Linked DNA regions of Mus musculus: region 2 is linked to region 1. Evidence: chromatin contacts called from public Hi-C data. All regions are on one chromosome and are shown on one strand. Each heading gives the region's core, a stretch centred on a gene start, on an enhancer-like site or on the middle of the called end of the contact. The rest is flanking DNA. Distances are from core to core; before and after follow the strand shown. Region 1 has its middle 7.1 kb from the start of Gm41125. Region 2 has its middle 21 kb from the start of Ercc6.

What was found. Hi-C and Micro-C count contacts between places; a contact is called where the count stands out from the background.
Region 2: a Hi-C map of the N1E-115 cell line shows a contact between it and region 1, with 7 times the contacts expected there. The contact joins two enhancer-like sites. A contact is called at or near these places in 1 of 15 datasets of contacts at CTCF or cohesin (embryonic stem cells), 11 of 484 Hi-C or Micro-C datasets (B cells, the Ba/F3 cell line, the N1E-115 cell line and 5 more) and 1 of 115 datasets of contacts at active chromatin or transcription factors (embryonic stem cells).

The regions. Positions count from the first base shown.
Region 1 is chr14:31,948,581-31,952,691 of GRCm38.p6, reverse strand. No RefSeq gene overlaps it. Among named protein-coding and RNA genes, the nearest start is that of Gm41125, 7.1 kb to the right of the region's middle. Within about 2 kb of position 2,156, at least 4 of the 459 cell types and tissues checked have an H3K27ac peak or open chromatin away from gene starts, as enhancers often do. A contact at or near this core is called in the N1E-115 cell line, where this site is marked.
Region 2 is chr14:32,490,821-32,494,931 of GRCm38.p6, reverse strand. No RefSeq gene overlaps it. Among named protein-coding and RNA genes, the nearest start is that of Ercc6, 21 kb to the left of the region's middle. Within about 2 kb of position 2,216, at least 40 of the 459 cell types and tissues checked have an H3K27ac peak or open chromatin away from gene starts, as enhancers often do. A contact at or near this core is called in the N1E-115 cell line, where this site is marked.

The DNA.
Region 1 (4,111 bases), core at 907-3,406:
GAAAATGAGAGACAGGGAAAGGGAGGAAGAGACATGAAGCCTGCTCACATGCTCCTAGGCCAATGCTTAGCAACCAGCTCCCTCAAAAGAGCAGAACCTGAGGCTGGAGAAATGGTACCGTGGTTAAGAGCACTGCAAAGGTCATGGGTTCAGTTCCCAGCATCCACAGGACAACTCACAACCACTTATAACTCCAGTTATATGGGATCCGATGCCTTCTTTGGCCCTCTTGGCCCTCTTGGGCAGACATGAGCAGGCAAGCATACAAATCAAATCAATACAATTTTAAAGGGAAAAACAAAACAGAAAAAAGGAACAAACACGCAGACCTTAACCTGTGCAGAGCCCCTACCAGTGCTGGTATTTGGATCATGAATGTCCCACAAAGGTCTGCGTGTCACAAGCTTGGTTCTGTAGCTGGGCACTATTGGGAGGTGGTAGACACTTAACTAGTAGGGCCCAGTGATGGGCATTTAGATCACTGGAGACATGCCCTTACTGGGGACTGTGGGACTCTGATCTGCTCCTCTTTCTCTGCTTTGCTTCTCAGCAATGCAGAGGTGACTGGTTTTGTTCCACCATGTGCACCCATCCCTCCTGCATGCTGTGCTGCTATAGGTCCAAAGGCCAGCTCGTCACAGGTGGGACGATCCAAACATAAACCTTTCCTCTTTCTGAGTTGATTATCTCGGGTGTCTGTACAGCTGCAGAACAGAAGTATCTCATGGCCTCAGTCTTCCCACCACAGAAAATTGCCAGCTACTGACAGGATGCCACTGATCCCAGAGCTGTGTTGAGAAGAGACGCACAGCAGCATGCCATTGGAGAACGTGGCCTTCCGCATACCCACTTTATGTGCATGAACTTGAAAGCATACACAGTTTGAAAAATGCAGTAAAATAGAAGGAAATGGACTTTATGGTTTTATTACCCATCATTTTTAAATAGCACAAACATTGGTTGGTGTTTGGGGGTAGTTTCTAACATTTGTTTATTTTATTATGTGAACACAGGTCACACTACGCTTGTGAACTTAGAGGACAACCTGCAGGAGCCCGTTCTCTCCTGTCACCGGGAGATGCCTGGGGATTGAACTTGGGTCATCAGGCTCGTCAGCCACTACCTTTACCCACTGAGCCCAGTTCATATAATGTAATTTTTAATCATAGCTATGTATAAACGAGCACACAAAATTCCTAAAAGTTTTACAAGTATGTTTCTGTGTTCTAATAAAAGCCAGTTCAACACATGGCACTTACCTTTATTATGCTAAAAGAACAAGAGAGAGGGGAAGGAGAGACAGAGAGAGAGAGAGAGAGAGAGAGAGAGAGAGAGAGAGAGAGAGCTCCAGCAAAGAACATATTTAACTCCAAATAAAATGTTTTATGTGACCCTCTGATCTATTTACTATAATAAAATTCTGAAGTTAGGTAATTTTCTTAAGAGAATAATTTCAAGGCTGGGTAATGGTGCAGATGATAGAGTACTTTCCTAAGATGAGGTCCTGAGTTCAAATCCCAGTGCTACAAAACAGATAAATACTACCCATGTGGTTGAACTGACAGAAATACTAATTTAGAGGTGTACATTGTAGCACATCTTAAAATTCCATTACTCAGGAGGCTGAGGCCAGAAGAGGCTGAGTTTGAGGCCCAGCCTGGGCTACACAGCAAACCCCTAGGGTACTTGGAATGTGGGACAGTCATTTCTCCAAGCTTTAATCCAGCATGTCACTCCATGCATGCATTTTTCTCTTTGCCTCTCAGTAAAGATCTTGTGTTTTCCCTGTGCTGTTTTTAAGTGTACTGTTTACTAATGTATAACTCTGGTTGCCATGGTGACTAGAATGTCCTTTCCCCTGATATTTCCAAACTGGCTGCTGCTGTTCTACACAAACACTACTGTGTTTAAACATATACGCACCATAGGTTGGAGTCTTGTGGAAAGAGCTCCTTTGCCGGTGAAGTTACAGAACAAATGGCTCAGGGGATCCGACTCCTCTGCCTCACCCAACGCTGCCTGCTTAGGCCGCTAGGATCTGGAACACAGTTTCCTCATCTGATAAATAGATGACGGTGACAGATGCACCTTACCAGGGGCTTGGGGTTTGAATGGAATCATGCCAATGAAGCACTTAGCAGAGGCTTGGCAGACAGGATGCACTCTGCTTGTGCAAGAGTTACTACGGAGTTACTATAGAGCCTTTTAACCTTGCTGTGGGCATGATTCACACTGGTGGATGGTAATATTTTTAATACATTTGTACTCCTTTATAGTCTCTCTCCTTCTTTTTCATCTTCTGTTGAATAGAATTGAGTTGGCCAGCATTTTAAGTGTTGAATGATAACCATCTTGCTGGTCTGCTTGGCCTTCTCACGCTGACACTCACTTTAATTGTTATTTTTATTAATCAACACACCTTGGGGGGTCTCCATCCCACTAACCTTAAAAGTTATGTTTTCTTTTGACAAGGTTTTGCTGTATAACCCAGCTGGCCTGGAACTCACAATCCTCCTGCCTCAGCCTCCTGAGTGCTGAGATGAAAGAAACCACCACGCACACAGGTCCATCCCGCCACCACCCACTATGTGCACGTTCATCCCGCCACGATGCACATAGGTCCATCCCACCACGCTCACAAGTCCATCCCACCACCACCCACACAGGTCCATCCTGCCTCCATTTGGTTCTTGACTGTTTTAATTCCAAGTGTTCAGTCATTGCAGCATTGTGAATACGCAGAGCTAGGCAGGATTCTAAGAAGAGATGGTCCCTCCTCTCTGCTGCTTCCTCCAGTCTCTGCTGACCCTGCTTTCACCTCACAAGACATTGCCCGAAATGCTCATTCTCACGACCTCACTGTTCTTCCTCATCCCAGTCTTGTCCTGTCTGCCTTTCCTCACCTCTTCAGATATGGAAGTTATTTTTCCATTATTTCTCATGTCCCCTCCACCATCATGGGAAGACATGCGTGGTATGTGTGTGTACATGTGTGTGTCTCTCGAGTGTGCACCGTGTATGTGTCAAGTGTGTGTGTGTGGTGTATGTGCATGTGAGTGTTATATGTGCATAATTTGTGTGTGTGTAGTGTGCATGTATGTTCATGTGTGTGTGTGTGTGTGTGCGTGCGTGCGTGTGTGTGTGTGTGTGTGAGAGAGAGAGAGAGAGAGAGAGAGAGTGTGTGTGTCACTGTGTATGTGTGCTTCCATGTCCTCTGCTCCTCGCCCTGCTCTCTTGACCACTAGATGCAGGGAGTGAGTGAGGTTTGAGAAATTTCTGCCTGTCCCTTGGAGGCCTTTGGAGGACAGAAGCTCTGAGTGTTCTGTGCCAGCCTGGAGTGACAAGCAGAGAAAATGGCAGGGCTGGCATGCACAAAGGAAAGATCCCGGTGACCTTAGAGGACCTTCAACACCATTCCACTCTCCATTTCTAGTACTTTTTCCTTGACAAGGGAAGGGCAATGCTGAGATTGAGCCCAGCCCCTCTGGCATCCTAAGCAAGTCCTCTGTCACTGAGCTATGTCCTTGATGTGGGTATTCTTGAAGTAGGTATTGCTGTGCATCTCAGGACGACCTTGACCTAGGTAACCAGGCAGCTTCAGATTTGCTCTCATCCTGCTTTTGCCCCCCACCCTCTGAGAGTGATGAAATTATACCAGTTGCTGTCTTCTTTAAGCTGTTCCTGGATGTGTTTGTTACAAGGCAACTGCTCATTTTTGACCTGTGTACATGTGCTGCAAGCCAACCCAGATGAAAACAGCCAGAACTTTCTTTCTTTTCTTTCTCATGTCCTTACAGAGCCCAACTTGTGACCCTGGATGTGTGCTGGAGGTTAGGGGAGCTGGCACAACTGTGGTGGGTGCCGTGGGGACCTGGGCTCCTGCTCATTTGGTCTGTTCACAAAGTCTCTAGTCTTACAGGGGCCTGGGTCCGGGTGTTCCATCTCCATCTTCCAAATTTATGACTTAGCAGAGCTGTGGGAAACAATTTCAACATCAAAGTCAGAAGTGAATGGGAGTTAGATACTGGAGCTAGGCACACTCCTTCTTTGGGTCTAGGATCATTTTAGGACTTAAAAAGATTCCCTGTATGTTAATAAAAAACAAAACAAA
Region 2 (4,111 bases), core at 967-3,466, 540 kb before region 1:
CTGCACATGGGAGATGGCTTTGGATCCTGCCGTAGCACAGCCTCCCTCGGTAACACCGTTCCAAGATATTCTAAATTTACATGCTCACAGGATCACTTTTACAGCTAGCATCTATTACTTTCTCAGGAAGGCACCTATCATAGTGTGCATAAGTTTAAAATATGCTTTAGAATAAAGAATTTGGAAAAGATAAGTATGTCAGCGTCACAGCAGAGAATGTAGGGTTACAAATTTCCCAGTGGAGGGCACTGGCCACCTCCTCCCTGTTCTGTGTCTTTAAAGTTGGAGCAATGCATTGCTTTCTTTATCTAGTGGGAATATGCAGGAGATGGGAGCCGACACATGGTAAGGTCCTAGGAAATGGAAAATAAAGGAAAGCTGCTTCTTCTTCTTTAAGGACCATCTTACATCACAGTCATCACCATTGCCGTAAAGGGTCCGAGAGGCAGACACTTGACCTCCCAAGAGCTTACTTCTGAAGTCTGTTAACTAGTCATATTAACTAGTTAGCAGTCATGTTAACTAGCCTGCCACAAGCCCTCCTAGCTGCTGATGGAGCTGCATCAAAAAACCATCACAAATAGAAGACATCACGAGTTGAACATGCGTAGCTAACATACTGAATGAACATCCTAGCTGAGCCACTGAGTGTTCTGAACAGTCTCAGAGGTTTACTCATGCGATGGAGCCTGGCAGCTATGCCCAGAAAGTAAAGAAATACAGGATTGTGCACCGTTAGCTCCAGAAAAAGTCAGCATCAATAGCTGAAGTATAACTTATTGCTTTTGCACTAGGATAAAGCTGAAAATCACTAAATCAGGGACCACCTCGATATGAATTCTTAAGACGATGGCTGGTATAAAGCTATTATAAAATCTGAGTTGTTATTATTGCTACCATCAAAAAAAAAATTCCCATCCCCCCTCAGGCCACTAGAACCAGAATCCCCAGGGATGGCAAGGAAAGGTCCTTAGTTCCCCATTCTCTGGAGAGCTGACACACTCTGAGTGTGACCTCCAGAATCCAGCCCAGGTGGCACATTCTCTGACTCTGCCCTCTAAGAAGGGCCTCTCCCTTATTCATCCACCTCATGGCTTCCCTGGTTTGTCCAAGGTTTCCTGTGTCCTTTGAGCTTCCCGACTGGTCTCCACTGCTCTCTCGGCCTGACTTCCTCTCCAGAATAGTTACCGTCTAGACATGATCATTTTTTCCTCAAAAGTCACCCTTGGACATATCTCACTGGAGAAATACAACATTTCCTTTTGTAACTGGCTGTTCTAGCCCATGAGTCATTGTGGCGAGGACACAGGTTGGAACCCGGAGTTGGGGTACAGAAGCCAGGGGAAACCCCAACTGCATCACCAATATTGGAGAAAAGGATACGAAATCTTCTCAAACAACTCATCAGCCCAGGGAGCGCAGTTTTACTAAAATATTTAAAGTGGGGTTTCTCAGCATATGAGTCACGACCCTTTTGGGGGTCAAACAACCCTTTTACAGGGAGGCATGTAACAGATGTCTTGCATATCAGATATTTGCACTATAATTATGAAGTAGCAACAAAACAACTTTATGGTTGGGGGCCAGCACGATATGAGGAACTGTATTAAAGGGTCGCAGCGTTAGGAAGGTTGAGAGCCACTGATTTAAAGCCTTATGAGGGAGGGCATGAGAACTGGGAATCACAGCCTGTGTGCTGTGTGGTGTTTTCTGACTGATAAAAGAATTTCTGCTTTCGGTCCAGCAGAGAGAAAGCCAGCCTCAGCAAGTTTTCAGAGTGGGAGCAATTTGGAAGTGGTTTGGAAGAGTTCAATTCCCTGCCTAAAGGTCTAAACAAGCTGAAACTGGAGCTTTTTATACAAATGGTTAGAAACGAAAGCAAAAAAAAATTTCATCAAGCAAAGGTATGTGTGCAATACATTGGCCCCTTGGTGTCATTTGAAGTAAATTAATGTGGAGGACCAAAGAAATGGAGTCGGCAGGATGCAACGCTCCAGGGACCTGCCTGCGATTTCGTTCCTATTGTAGCAAAACCGGTGCTCCCAGCGAGGCTTCAGGGAAAACTACAACGTGCTTAAGTAAGATTAATCAGTAAAGCAAGCGTCCACCTAATGAGTCATCTTTGACATCACAAAGCCAGGAAAATATAAGGCTGCAGCCTGGCGGCTGTGTACTCCCAGAAGCCACAAAACCGGAGCCGCCCACATGCGTGGGTGGGTGTGGTCCCTGAGCACACTTGTCTCAGCGAAGACGAGACAGAAAATGACAGCCTCCTGGGTGCTCTTCACTGCAGCGGGAAGAGTAGGGGTGGATACTAAAGCAAGCCTCGGGGGGAGGGGGTCCATGTCTCCTCAGCAGCCCTCCTGGATTTCAAGAAGCTCTGAGGGACTGTGTTTCTATGAGCAAGTGCAGAGTCTAAATAATGGTGTTACACACATGTAATCTCTGCACTCACGAGACTGAGACAGGAAGACTACAAACTTGACATAGTTTTGGAAATACACAGAAGACTCCCAGTCTAAGAAAGAAAGAAAGAAAGAAAGAAAGAAAGAAAGAAAGAAAGAAAGAAAGGAAGGAAGGAAGGAAGGAAGGAAGGAAGGAAGGAAGGAAGGAAGGAAGGAAGGAAAAGAAAGAAAGAAAGAAAGAAAGAAAGAAAGAAAGAAAGAAAGAAAGAAAGAGGAAGGAAGGAAGGTAGGTAGGAAAGGAAGGAAGGAAAGGAAGGAAGGAAAGGAAGGAAGGAAGGAAGGAAGGGAAGGAAGGAAGGAAGAAAGAAAGAGAAAGAAAGAAAGAAAGAAAGAAAGAAAGAAAGAAAGAAAGAAGGAAAGAAAGAAAGAAAGAGAAAAGAAAGAAGAAACAGAAGGGAGGGAGGGAAGGAGGGAGGGACGGAGGGACGGAGGGAGGGAGGAAGGAAATCTCTAACTCTAGGAACCCCAGGAGTCCAGAGCAAGTGAGATCACAGCTTTCTGAACTACATATCCCCAGTCACTTCTCAGTTTTGAAAGTTCTTTAAGCACTGGGCATGCTGCAATCAATGTTCTCTCTGTTGGCACAGTAAACAGTATAGCCCCAAGAGCCCTAACCAGTCCTCCAGGGTTAGCGGTCAGGCTCCCAGGTCCCTTTCACAGATCCTATTGCTATAGACCTGACCCCTAACCCACTATGCCCCTGTCCATGGTCCAACTGGCAGCCCAGCTTCCTCCACACGACCCAAGAGCAGCATCCAGTGTGTTGGTATGTGGTCCCCTGGTTTACCCTGACAGTCCTTGACAAGAATGCCCCATTGTGCTTGCTTTCTCAGGTCACTGTGCACAGGAGGGGCTTCTGGAACTCTTCCTCAGTGTACAAAGAGCAGGGGGGTTGGCAATGTGGCCATGTATTAGTCAGGATTCTCTAGAGTCACAGAACTTATGCAATGTCTCTATCTATTAAGGGAATTTATTGTAATGACTTACAGTCTGCAGTTCAACTAACCCAACAATGGGCAGGTGTAAATGGGAAGTCTAAGAATCTGGTAGTTGCTCTGTTTCACGAGGCTAGGTGTTTCAGCTGGTCTTCTGTATAAGCTGGAATCCTGAAGAAGCAGGTTCCAACAGATGTGCTGGCCAGTAAGTGCAAGCAGGTGAAGAGCGGTGAGTCTTCCTTCTTCCATTGTCCTTGTGTAGGCTTCCAGCAGAACGTCTGGCCCAGAATAAAGGTGTGTGCCACCACACCTGGATTTGGAACTTGCTTAGTCCTAGGCTGGCCTTGAACTCAGAAATCTCCTTGCCTCAATCTCCTGGGATTAAAGGCGTGTACCACCTTGCCTGGGCCTAAGCTTTACATGGCCACCATCTACCAAGATCTTCGTCAAGATCCAGGTCAGAAGCCTGTGTCTTCTAGTCTCAGGATCTGGATCACAAGTGTACCCTCCATTTCTGAATTGTACTTCACTCCAGATGTAGTTAAGTTGACAACCAGGGATAGGCATCACCACAGTCAAACTGGTGTTCTGGATCAGGCACCCCCATGCAGCCTGCCAGTGAGCTGAGAGCTCCTAGCTCCACTTTTCTGTTTCTGTGGCTGTTCACCATGGCCGTTCCACATCTGCACCATTCTGGACACTGAGGTCACA